3 separate regions of the Mus musculus genome follow, and regions 2 and 3 are each linked to region 1. Evidence: chromatin contacts called from public Hi-C and HiChIP or PLAC-seq data. All regions are on one chromosome and are shown on one strand. The core of a region is the stretch at or near the end of the contact, and the rest is flanking DNA. Distances in the headings are between cores, read along the strand shown.

Region 1 (4,477 bases), core at 1,374-3,873:
GTGCAGTGTGTTCTGGAGTTGATGAGTTAGTTTCACTATGTGGTTAGTTTGCAGTAGAGGACAGGGCCCAAGGTCACTCGATCAGCAGTATTCTGTACCTGACTTCTTTCGTGCAAGCTATCCTTCCCAAGGTCAAAATTAATCTGTCTGCAGCATGACCACTTCACTGCCCGTCCCCATTTCCTGTCTCTCTCTTCTCCCCTAAGAGCAGGGATGTTCCCAGCTGAAACAACAAAAGTCACCTGAGCCTCTGCCTATTCCAAAATTCCTGAAGAGGTTGCCAGCGATGAGTCAGAGCATTGGTAGCCCTGTTCACCAAGAACCAGCCAGCCTAGCCTGGGCTGGGGATTCCTGTGAGCCAGAGTTGGGGTGAGGACAGAGGAGGCCAACAGAAGGAAGTCTTTTTGTGCTGTGGCTCCAGACTTCAACCCCATGGGCCCCATGGGGTCTGTGACTCAGACAATACAAACGAGGTGCTTGACACCCATGCACAGTAGAGCCCATTAGAAGCTCAGCCTGGGGGTGGGGGGCTCCTGAGAACCATTGTTCCATCCTTTCCTGTTCCACTGATGTAAGAGGCAGGGCTCATGCTGAAAGCAGGCAGAATGGTGATAGCTTTATTTCCACGGGGGCCACTTTGTTCCAGTCCTTTCAGTATGTGGGTCACAGGCAAGTTCTGAGATTATTCCCATGTTTTCCTGGGATGGACTATACCTGTCTAAGCTTGTGGCTGTGTGGACAGAGGCAGAGAAGGATACTGAGACCCACTATAGACCTCAAATCCTCAACTAACCTCACTAGAAGCTCAGTCCAGGACAGGGATAGAGTGAATAGACACCGTTCATCACTTAGGGAATTTCTGCCGCTGAGGCTCTGTCTGCATCAGTGAAGGCAGTGTATCTTCCCTTGAAGAAAGACGTGGGTGTGTTCCATGCCAACCTCCTCACATTTTGATTAGTTATAAGGGTGCATGTACATACTGGGCTGTGATCACCCAAGGCTGCGATGATCTGATGGAGATCCTGTCATTTCTTGTTCTGTCTACCAGCTCTTCTCAGGAGTTCTAAATTCATGACTTCAGTCTTAATTTCTGAGAAAAAAATCAGGAAATTTCTATCTCATCTGTGTGTGTGTGAGTGTGTGTGTGTGTGTGTGTGTATCAGAATAATGAATTTAAACAAATGAATTGATTTAATTAAAAATTGTTCATTCATATGCAATTATGTATGAGCAGATATGTGGTGAAGTTGCATGATGGTCAGAAAAGAGAGGCTGCAAAGCAGGGGCCAGCATGGCCTTTCTCCAGGGAGAGGTGGGATGATGACTGTGTCGTTTGTACGTGCAGATATCACGTACCACTCTTACTACAATGTGCCAATCATTGTGTTGAGAACTGGGGATCAAAAATAAGTAAGCCATGGTTCCTGACTGCAAAAGCTGATGTTTAGGGAGAGGCAGAGAATACAACAGAAGCATCTAAAGTTCACCGGTTTGGATATGATGCACTTTTATAAAGCTCACGTGTTGAAACATCGTTGGCCCTTGGTAGATCCAGTCATTGAGAGGTGATTGGATCATGAGAGTTTTGATTCATCAGTGAGTTCATTGATGGACTCAGAATCTGAGGATGATGCTAGAAATGATGAAAATTAGGAAGCGGGGGCCGGTTGGAGAAAATGGTTGCCAGGGGCATGCGTTTCAAGAATGTATCTGGTCCTGAGACCATTTTGCTCTTTTCTCATTACTTTCTGTTGCCATTGAGCAGCTCTGCCCCAACTCCTGCTATGATGCTCAGACTCACCAGAGGATCATGGACAGAAACCTCTCAAACAGCAAGCACAAGAAATCTTGCCTTCCTTAAGCCGTGTTCTCAGTTATTTGTTACAGTCATGTAGAACCAATCGCTGAGAGGTGAACGTGATAACCACCACACCACTCAGAATGGACCAGTGTAAGAACAGATGGCGAAGAGCACCTGCATAGGTACCCAAACCAGACCATTCCCGGGCAGGCCACCCATTGAGCTGAGCCTTGAAGGACAAAGGAATTCCTCGGGACCAAGGTGATGGGAAATAGCTGGACATGGTGGCACTCAGCTGTACCTCCAGCACTTGGGAAGTAGAGGCAAGAGGAATAGACATTTGAGAGCAGGCTTGGCTACAAGAGACTGTTTAAAAACAAAAAACAAAACAAACAAACAAAAAAACAACCAACCAAACTGAAGGGATGAGTAGAAGACAGGAAAGCGGTCCTTGCTCTCCAGTTCGTGTGTTTCAGCAAATGAGTGCAAAGTTTCTCACAAAGGGATGGCTTGCACAGTGAGTCATGTTTCCATCTTGGAGGAACACTGTGGCATGAGTCTGTGGGAGAGAGAGGTAGACGGGCAGCAGGGGCCTGCCGTTGTTCCTGTGTGTGTTTATGAGGATGTACACACATGAGTCTGTCTGTCTGCCTGTACATCTGGAGTCTGCACCTGGTGTGCTGCCTGAATGGACTTGTTTTCCACTTGGCAGCCCAGGGGACGCAGAGGATAGCTGTCCCGTTGCTGACTCACGTGTGAGTGGCATGACGACTAGTCAGCAGGTGCTTCCTCCGAGGCCACAGGCACATGCTGCCTGTGAGGTGACTGGCAGGCTGGAAGAATGCCCTTCAGCCTCCAGCTGGTCTTCTTGGACTGTTCTGCTGCAGCTTCAGGGGACTTGACTTGTTGGGATGAGGTTGGCATCGCTCACCAATGCCTGTTGCAGGTGCAGGCCTCAGGGGGGCTGGAGAGACAGTGCGAGAAGCTGAGCTTTCTCTTCAGGGTCTCCACTTCTCTGGGCATCTACTTTCCAGGTCCTGAAATCCTATGCTTGAACTCAATTCTCTAATAGTATGCTATAACTGTGTTATGCCACCCCTTGAAAGCTCACAACAAAGTCTCCCAAAATCATTCATCATATTTCTGCTACCCTATAATGTGGACCACAGAGAAAAGAGGCATTTGGCTCTGTGATTTTAGACATAGAGCAGTATGGTAAGCGGTTATGAATGTGGGATTTAGAGTCCAGATGCCCGGGACAAACGTTCGATTGGACACTTACTGGTTCAGTAAGTTACTTATTCTCTTTGTGCCTCAGTTTCTTTATTTATAAGGCACAGATACTAATATCTCACAGGATTAAATTATGTACAGTTCTCTGGACAGTGCCTAGTATGTCACAAACATTCGGCAATAAACTTTAAAGTGAGTTTATATTCTCTCTAGTCTATCTCTAACTGACTCCATGAAGCCTCGCCATCATTTTGGGTGTAAGCAATCATCTGTAGAATGTAGTCAGCCTTTACTCAAGCATAAGCCATTCCACATCAGCTTATTCTTTTCACCTACTGCGGACCTCTGCTTTCATAGACTTGGCCCACCAAACTTCATTTGCTAAGTAGCAAGATATGTTGACCTATCAAGGTTTCTCTTGGGCCTAATGGAACTCTAGGGACAATGTCCAGCTGAGAACTCTGGGGTCAGATCGGAGGAGCACCCGAGAAGCCTCTGTTCCACTCTAGCTTCAGATATGGGTACCTCCAAAGCAGCATGCAACTCCTTGGTGTTTTAAAGCTCTATGACAGGTGACCAAGGGACATGGAGTAAAATAATGCTTTACATTGACTTTTGAAATGTTCTGTGTCTCTGGTTACCAGTGTCTCTCAGCAGCACATATTAGCCAAGCTTAGGGAAGGACTCATCATGGCTGACAGGGATGTTTTGATCTGATAAGTCAAACGTAATATTTTCTATGTATAAGCGCTCTCTCTCTCTCTCTCTCTCTCTGTGTGTGTGTGTGTGTGTGTGCGTGTGTGTGTGTGTGTGTGTGTGTGTGTGTGTGTGTGTGTGGTATAAGCATATGGTGCTAGTGTGCCCACCAACAGAGGAAGACACTGGGTCTCTGTATGTTATTTCATTGAGATGTGGCCTCTCTTTGAAACTAGAGCTAGTCTGGAGGCCAGAACCGCCAGCGATCCTTCTGTGTCTGTCACACTGGGGTTACAGTCATATGCAGTTGCAAAGGTTTGTGTGGAATCCAACGCAAGTCTTCATGGTTAGGAAGGTGCGTGCTTCTTAACCAATGAGGCTTCCACCCCTGGCCCTTGAAATCTTTACAATGTGTTTCTGAAGTAGTTATTTCCATCTTAGAACAGAAAATAAAATTATAGCCGGAGAAGTGATTTTCCAAGTTCAGGTAGCTAATAATTGACAATAGTGTATAGAACTTCTTACAGATATTAAACCATACAGTTCTTACCTCCCTCTGAAGTAGTAATGATTTCCATTTGGTGCTTAAGCACATCAAAGCTTAGCAAACTTTGAGATATGTTCAAGGTCACAGAGCTAAGAATCAGCCAAGGAGAAGTTGACTCCAAGTCTAATATTGTTTCTTTAACAGCATCTGGCAGCACACCAGCTATGAGATGACGTTTCCCTCCTGCTTTTGGCATTTGG
Region 2 (3,977 bases), core at 327-2,826, 87 kb after region 1:
TGTTCTTCTTGATCCTCTCCTCCACTTCCAACATTGCCTACCCTTCCTAACTTCTGATCCTTATTGGCTTAAGAAATGATAGCCTAAGAATCTCTAAGAAACACAATCAGAAAGTTTTCAATGCTCCTGAGCAAGATGTGGGGATTTCCACAGATCTGCATAGGTATAATAATAATAGTAATTAATAATAATAACAACAACAATAAAAGTAATAGCAGCTTTGGGGTGGGCTCAGTGAGGGGGCCTCTTTATGGCAAAGCAACTTTTGCTTTTTTTTTAAAGCATTATGCCAGTAATTGGCTAGTCCTCCTCTATCCTAGAAAGTTCTAGAGAGTTTGTACTCCTTGAAACTCCTTTTGGACTAAACTTAATGTGAGTCAAAACAGCCTCTCACACATTTTACATGTCAGTGGCAGATCAAGGTCACTCAAAGAATGGTCTGCTCAACTCTTATTGAATGTACGTATTTCCTGGTGTGACAGAGGAAATTCTCCCCACAATGACTCTTTGATCACCATGGCTAAGATTGCCAGAGACAAAGGAGGAAAAGGACAGAGCCAGTAAAACAGAAACAAAATCAGTTTGTTTAAATGGTCAGGGAAATTTGCCTTTGGTTAAAGGAAGTCAAACTCAGAATACCCCGTTTTACTTAATAAAGGTCATCTGTCTCCATCTTAAGTAAAGAGAAAATGATCTTTGTGTATACATGGGACTGTTCAATGATGCCCACCTCCTTCCCAGCCTCCTCCACTCAAACTCACGTGTGGCTAAGAAGTGCCTTTCATCCTGTCCACAGAGCAAGCTGCTCCTTTGGAGATGAAAGCCCTAGGCAGGTCACAGGCAAGTAAGCATGCATTCACCATTAACAATGTAAATCCTGAAATATCTAAAAAGAGTAAGACAGTTCTCTCCATAATTGAAAGCCATGTAATTTAGACACTTGGTAAATGTCCTCTGCCCCTCCAAATGGTTTCAGCAACGTGGGCTTGAAGAACTATTTAATGCACACCTTGTGGCTTTTGTGTTATATATATTACTCGCAGCAGAGGTCCACTAAAGTTTCCTCTGGAGAAAGAGGCTGCATTGTACATTTGTGAACAGGAACTAGTGTGGAAACTGTCATCCACTCAGGCAGCACAATAGCCGAATAATATCCTTTTAGGGGCGTTTCTTGTCTTATATCCATTCCAGCAGGGATATCCACGGCACAGTATCAAACTATTCTTAACAATCCTGACTGCCCAGCTGGTCTGTCTGGAAAAGTGCCCACTTGTGAATCAGAGCAAAACCGACACATCTGCATATAAGCCCGCGAGCCTTTTCTTGTCAGAAAATGAAAAGAATGTGTTTTTCTCTACCTTTTCATTTTTATCTTAAATACCAGAAACTGTAGTGGTAATTTTATAGTTCTGCTGTGCAAATTGGAGATTGACAGGGTCAGAATTAACACTTGAAATTCTTTATTGTGTAGACGAAGAAATTCAGGTCCAAGAAGGTGGGAGTCTTAGATAAGGTCACACGGTTGGTGACAGGCACCGGGATCAGACTCACAGCCCTTCCTCCTAACGTGCAGTGGGGGGCCTGGAAGTACCTACTTCCACATCCTTCAAATGATCTCTATTCATTTTGTGGTAAGATCCCTTAGTCCAGTGGCAGCAACATCTCTGGACCTTGTTAGGTATGGACATTTTCTGGCTCCTTCCCAGACATGTGGAATGTGTGCCTGAGCAAGTCCTCCAGATAGTTTTCATGCGTGCTAGAGATGGAGACACCCCACTTTAATGTCAGCGCCAGCTAATCTAACAAGGGCATCGGATCTATGTGATTTGCTTTACAGTTGGGCTCTTCTGATTACTCGCAGCAGAGGTCCACTAAAGTTTCCTCTGGAGAAAGAGGCTGCATTGTACATCTGTGAACAGGAACTAGTGTGGGAACTGTCATCCACTCAGGCAGCACTAGGGGCCAGTCACTGTCATGCCATCTGCCCTGTTCTCTTTCCATGGACCCTTCACCCACTGTTCTATTCTGTGTTCCTTTATAGCTAGCATATTTCCTTGGCTTACCATAGTCCTACTCTAAAATCTGAACCAAACCGTCCTTTCTGTCTTCATTTACCTTCTAATCTATGATGCTCTTTCTATATAATTTTTCCACATCAGACTCCTGAAAAAAACATTCATTGGTCCAGCTCATCTTTGACCTGGGCCACATTAGCCATATGTTCTCAAATGACTCACCTTGAATATGATGTTTGCTACTGTACAATTGCTGACATCTGATGAGTGGGCATCTATAACTATACAAGGTGGGCAATTACATCGGGGGGGGGGTGTCAGAGAGCCAGTGTATCATGGGAGAGAAATGACCTCCTCTGGCCCAGCAACCCTGTGAGTGAGACCCAAGAGAACTTAGCTGTGGAGATCAACAGTTTCTTTTACTGAGGACTCAGTTGGAGATACATTCTGTTATATTGTGACCTTAAGCTCCAAGTATACTTCTAGGCTGGGATGGCTTGCAAAATTTGAGACACAGGCTATTGACTCTTTAAGAGTCATGGCAGCTCTAGCTGGAAGGGATCACCCAGCTGGGTGGTTTGCAGCTGTGATTCCTGTTAGAACTACTGGAGAGCTTTTGAAAACCTAAGAGCCTTTTTCTAACTCAGGGATTTTAATGAATGCTCCCCACATATTTTTAAATGCACTCCCAGGACTGAGAATTGCTGCCCAGATATACGCTTCTTAATTTCACAGGTGGGAAAAATTAATCTCAGCTATATAGTATAGACTATAGCTTACTTCAAGATCTCATTGCTAACTTGATTATAGAGTTTCATTAATTAGATCATACATTTTTAGAATTGGAAGATGTTATGTAGTAGCCATGTAGGCTAACCCTGTTACTTTTATCCAATACAGATGAGTAATTTGACTTGCTTTAGCCTGGAAGGGACCACAGGTAAAGAATCCAGACTTAAAGGCTCCTAACCCAAGACCAAAAGCCAGGAAGACTAAAGAAGAAGCCAAGGAGACTCAGGGGCAGATCCCATTTGTTCTGCAGGGAGTTATTCCAGCAGTGGAGCTGAAGTGGTTTGGCAGAGGAGGTTGGGTGGAATAGGGTATGGAACAGTCTTGGCCAAAGGAATTGGTACTTTAACACCCTGGGGATAGAGATGAGGTGGGTCTGACAGTGTTAATCCTTGTTTTCTGCCTGCCTTTTTCTGGTTGTGCTAGGTGTGTGTGTGTGTGTGTGTGTGTGTGTGTGTGTGTGTGTGTGAATCAAAACTGACAGTTGGGTTTAAATCCAGATTTTGATGTGCTCAAAAACTGTGTCCTGGGTATGGTGTTCTCCTCATTGGCTGGAATACATTTGCTATTGTTTTCCATACTGACTTTTTCCAGGATATTGGCACCTGATTTTTAAGTTTGGCTAGAAATGAGCTCCAGTGCACATGTAGGAGGCAGAAACATATGATTCGTGTCCCAGAGGTTTTCTTTGTGTGTGTGAGAGAATAAAAATATTCCAGTGCAAGAAAACGAGGCTCGTTAGACATATAGAGGAGGAAGCAGGAAACTTCAAGGTGAGTGAAACTTAGCCATAGCTTTTTATGGGGATTGGAATGAGGAAGGAGACACGAAAAATAATGCCTCTTTACATTAATGAGAAATTTTATTATCATAAAGCATTTGGCCCTCCTGACCAACAGGCCTCATGAGGGGCAGTTCTGTAATGCAGGCTTGGATGTGGGGGAGCTAGGTTCAGGGATGTCTGGTTATTATTATGGTGGGGTAGGGGTGCGCTGGCACTCCTGTGGACTCTGTCCCCCACTGCTCTGTCCACCTGGGGCATACTGCCCCCTTCACTGTGGCTGTGTGTGTGTGTGTCTCTCTTATGTGCAGGTCCATCATGGAAGGGAGTTTATAAGAAAGCAGGTGCTTATCTATCAGGCATCATGTTTACCAGGGCCACAAGAAGCTGGA
Region 3 (4,264 bases), core at 228-2,727, 120 kb after region 1:
CAGAATGAAATCTCTGGAAGGTTTTCAACAGAGTGCAGAGACAAAAATTTGTTTTTCTACCAACGATCACTTTGGCTATGTCAATGAAGGACATTTTTGTTAGGGACTAAGGATGTGCTGATGAGCTGAGTTTCCTGCAATTGTCTGGATAAGGTGAGATAGCATCCTGGGATCAGACTATGGAACCCAGATGGAGAGAAGTCAAAGGATACGGTGTATTGAGAAAGGAAACGAACAGGACCTGGTGACACATGAGCCTTGAGATTGGGCGAGAGAAGGGGACAATGTCAAGGGACACTAATAACTAATAAGCCTCATAACTGGATGGCTGATAGTGGCACTGTTCAGAGGAGACACTAATGATGAGAACCACAATTATTTGGAAGAGAGACTTTTCTCATATTTTATTTTATACAAATTGTTTGGCTTTGATACATTCCCTTAGAGATGTGTAAGTCGCTGGCTATCTTGACGTCTGTCTATCTTGTACAACTTTTATAATATTTTCTTATTTGAGATTTTGTTTTAATGAAAAGAAAGCATCTCTGTGTTTTGTTCTGTGCCCAAAAGAAGTATTTAGAGACAAACATTGGGCTAGGTATTTGTTCATTCATTTGTCTCCTTGGTTCTCCTCCAGCTTTACATTATTCTGTGATGGGCGGGCAGGAACTTGTTCTGCTTCAGCCTTTAACCACTATAGAACATTTTCCTCCTGCTTTCTTTTCTTGAATTGCTTCATGGGAAATGACACAAATAAGGCATTTCATTTACCACGTTTACAGTACATTCAGTTGTTCTAGGGCTCAGGCTGCCACCACACTGAAGTGTGCACAGTTTACACCACAGAGACACATGCAGTGACTTTTGAGGTCAGTTTAAGCTGCTATCTCCAGCTCTGATTTCTTGTATCTAATTTTAACATAACTGCTGCACTTTATAGCCCTTCTGCAGACTAAAGTATTGCTTCAGGTGGGTAGGTCAGGGATGTTATCCACAGGGTGTTTATGACTCATGTTTGCAAAGGACATTATCAGGCAACCCATGAACACCACAGCACACACCAGCAATGCCATCACCACCATGACAAGACTATTAGTTTTTCTACCTTTTTATTTAGCACCTCTTTCCTAGGTATGCACTAGTAGATGTGGGATATTTGTACACCTAGCCCTACACCTATGGTGGTATATAAGGGAATATGCTATTTTGCTCAGGGGCTCACATCCCAGTGAGGTGATATGAAGAAATTGATGCTATTTAAGATAATGAGCAGCATAGATACAGAATTTTCAAGTGCTGTGAGATTGCAGAACACAGAGAAATCACTTGGGGGCTTTGTGGGTTTCTGTGTGTGTTGAAGACATGCCTTTGAAGTATCATTTTTAGACAGCTCTTTTAGACTAAAGGCATGAGACAGGAAGCTAAACAGGTATAAAGCTCCAGCTGATGGAAGATTAGTCACTATCTGGGTGGTGAGTATGACAGGGTAGTGGTTTCAGGCAGGGAGGCTGGATGTAGGCTGAGCCAGATAGATATGAGCCCTGCAAAGTTGCACCAACTGTAATGCTTTGGAGGCAATGGTGAGCCAGTGGAGGTGTGTTATAGTTTGACCTCAGCTGTGTACTGAGCAATAGCTGATGACCAATAGGGAAGTCAATCCAGCAGGCAAAAATGGTCCAATTGTCACGTAAGTGAGACCCTGGCATCTCTGGGGAGGACTGGAGAGAGGCAGAGGCTATACACCGTTAGGCAGTAATAGCAGAGCTGTTGCCATAGTCTGTGTTAAGATTTAGCATGTGGAATACCGAATCTGGTTCTCCATATGCCTTCCCTTATGGGATGAATTGAATCCTCTTAAAAGTCATGAGTTGAATCCCCCTTTCTCAGTGCTTCAGATTGAGATTGCATTTGGAGAAGTCTTAAAAGAGGAGTAAAATGGATGTTGTTATTGGAGTCCTCAAAACAATATGATTGTTTTCTTTATAAGAAATGGAAGCCAAGACACTGAACCCAGAGAGATGACCTTGTGAGGACACAGTGGGAAGATGGACATCTCCAAGCCAAGAGGCTGAGCTCAGAAGAACCCCGCAAGCCTGCTTGCACTGTAACCTTTTAGCTTCTCGAAATATGAAAGAATGAGTTTCTGTTGTATAAGTCACATTGCCTGTGGCATTTTGTTGTGGTAACCTGATCAAACCAACACATTTCCTGTTAGCTAAATCTCACCATGGTTCAAGCTTGTGTGGATAGGGGATCTAAGAAGTCTTCTGGGGACTGAGACCATGTTTTCTGTTTTTTATTTCACCCTCTTCATCACCACAATCACAGAAAACATAACAGCATATGCAAGAGAATTATGGAAATTTGGTCACTTGATCAAGAATGTCACTAGGTTGTTTTGTCCGGGTTCTAGCTTTGTTCTAAAAAAACCTGCCAATTGGTTCAAAAAGCTCATGATGACTCCTTATACTGCACTAGTTTAGATCTAGATTCTTAGGCTTTTGGGAGGGACAATACTCTAGTTCAAACTGGAATGACCACTGAGCTTTGCTGACAAACTACAACTTGGAAAAATGATATATATGTAAAGAGAATCTGTCCTCAAGGAGAAAAGCCATTGGAGAAATTAAGGAACATTTTATGGAACTGATATGTCTCTAGAGAGGGTGACTTCATTACTATATACAAAGAGAGAGAGAGGAAGATGAGCCTTAATTGGTTGCCTTAATTGGGCAAACATAGAGACGCTCCTGGAAGTCTCACTGTAACCAATAGGAAGACAGAGTTTCACAGATCGTTGCTTGATGAGACTAAGTCAGCATCCAAATCTAAGGTGATTCATTTACCTTGTGAGATAAGGTGTGGTTACATTATACCAACAAGAAGGAAACTTTTACACCACTGTACTTTTAATTTGGAGATGTCAAGTTTTCTTGTTTCTTGTTAGCAACAAGAAAAAAGATGATAGAGAACACTCTGGATTATCTAAAGATGATGCCTCTCTAGTTTAGCAGGACCTGGAGAGGATACTTTCTGGTTATTCCTCTGAGGCAGCGTACATTAAGGGGAGAAATGTCAGAATTTAGGAGATAAACAACCAGCATTTAAGTCATGGCTCATTGGTTACTCTGCATATTGCCCCATGACAGTTATTTAATCTTCCATTGTTCTGAGAATCGTCTATGGTCATCTATAAACATGACATCCTTCTGTACAGAGTGGCTGTGAGCATTCAGTGTGAATGTGGATGAAGGAAAACAACACAAAACCCCAAAACAAGAAGTTGACTAGAGATGACGAAGGTGGGCTTGGCTCACTACCAGGAAAATGACTCACTGGTGTATGCCCTTGTCCCCAGTTCATGATTATTGTGACAAATGAATGTGGAAGGTCAGAAGTTCTCCAGCCTTCTACCACTCAGATAACAAAAGAGAGCAAACAGCTGCCCTGGGCAAGGTATTCTGCACAAAGCAGACAGACTCCCTCTTCTAGGCACCAAGAGGTTGAGAGAGTACTAAGACATATCATAAAGGGGTATTCTTATAATAAACATAATAAAGAATAAGGGATGTTCCACAAATGTAATAGGAGCAAAAGAGCAAAAAATATAAACTAATATTTTCTATTCTGGCTTTATGCTTAATATTTAACAAGACAACACTTGCATATCACATGCAGAAAGACTTTGAGACTCAACATATAGCTCCTAAGTTTTGAAAGTGGATCATGAGCCTACTGCCTACTGCTATGTTCTTAGTTTAACAGAATTCCTAAGTGTAACGCTAGTAAAATCTAGGCACATACTGGAGAAAATGAAAAAAAAGTTTTCCTTCATCCTCTAGACATAATCATTGTATCATTTTGATCTATTTTCTTTCAGTCCGTTTTCTATGACTACCCAAATAAGGCATAAAAACAAAATTTTAGTTTAAACCAAGTTGAGATCCTCCTGGATACAAAATTTTATATTTGTCTTTGTCTCCACTTAGAATTAAATGGTTAATACTTTATCATACTAAAACTCAAAGAATCGTTAGAAGCTAAACCAAACCAAACCAACCAACCAATCAACCAACCAACCAAAAAAACCTAAACATGTTACCCAAGTATTATATAATAGTGACTTTGTTTTGTAGACATGTATCTATAGAGCTTATTAGGCACTTTTGACTTATGAGTAGATATGATCATTATATGATATATATAAAATTTTCACTTGACAGATGAAGAACTTGAACCTAGAGAGTTAAGTGGGATCTGATTG

What was found. Hi-C and Micro-C count contacts between places; a contact is called where the count stands out from the background. HiChIP or PLAC-seq counts read pairs in DNA pulled down with a chosen protein or histone mark.
Region 2: a contact with region 1 is called in a Hi-C map of the C2C12 cell line, with 2.5 times the contacts expected there. The contact joins two enhancer-like sites. A contact is called at or near these places in 1 of 15 datasets of contacts at CTCF or cohesin (the NIH/3T3 cell line), 8 of 484 Hi-C or Micro-C datasets (the C2C12 cell line, the HL-1 cell line, Sertoli cells and 3 more), 1 of 115 datasets of contacts at active chromatin or transcription factors (neural progenitor cells) and 3 of 9 other capture datasets (adipose tissue, liver and pancreatic islet).
Region 3: a contact with region 1 is called in an HNF4G HiChIP or PLAC-seq map of pancreatic cancer cells. The contact joins two enhancer-like sites. A contact is called at or near these places in 3 of 15 datasets of contacts at CTCF or cohesin (CD8 T cells, the NIH/3T3 cell line and large pre-B cells), 40 of 484 Hi-C or Micro-C datasets (the AML12 cell line, the C2C12 cell line, CD4 T cells and 20 more), 7 of 115 datasets of contacts at active chromatin or transcription factors (embryonic stem cells, epiblast stem cells, large pre-B cells and 2 more) and 1 of 9 other capture datasets (pancreatic islet).

What each region holds. Positions count from the first base shown.
Region 1 is chr7:89,833,862-89,838,338 of GRCm38.p6, reverse strand. The region is part of intron 7 of Me3 (malic enzyme 3, NADP(+)-dependent, mitochondrial); the gene reads right to left. Among named protein-coding and RNA genes, the nearest start is that of Ccdc81, 68 kb to the left of the region's middle. Within about 2 kb of position 2,623, at least 37 of the 459 cell types and tissues checked have an H3K27ac peak or open chromatin away from gene starts, as enhancers often do. A contact at or near this core is called in the C2C12 cell line and pancreatic cancer cells, where this site is marked.
Region 2 is chr7:89,745,875-89,749,851 of GRCm38.p6, reverse strand. All of the region lies in intron 3 of Me3 (malic enzyme 3, NADP(+)-dependent, mitochondrial), which reads right to left. Among named protein-coding and RNA genes, the nearest start is that of Me3, 120 kb to the right of the region's middle. Within about 2 kb of position 1,576, at least 24 of the 459 cell types and tissues checked have an H3K27ac peak or open chromatin away from gene starts, as enhancers often do. A contact at or near this core is called in the C2C12 cell line, where this site is marked.
Region 3 is chr7:89,709,999-89,714,262 of GRCm38.p6, reverse strand. The region is part of intron 1 of Me3 (malic enzyme 3, NADP(+)-dependent, mitochondrial); the gene reads right to left. Among named protein-coding and RNA genes, the nearest start is that of Me3, 79 kb to the right of the region's middle. Within about 2 kb of position 1,477, at least 15 of the 459 cell types and tissues checked have an H3K27ac peak or open chromatin away from gene starts, as enhancers often do. A contact at or near this core is called in pancreatic cancer cells, where this site is marked.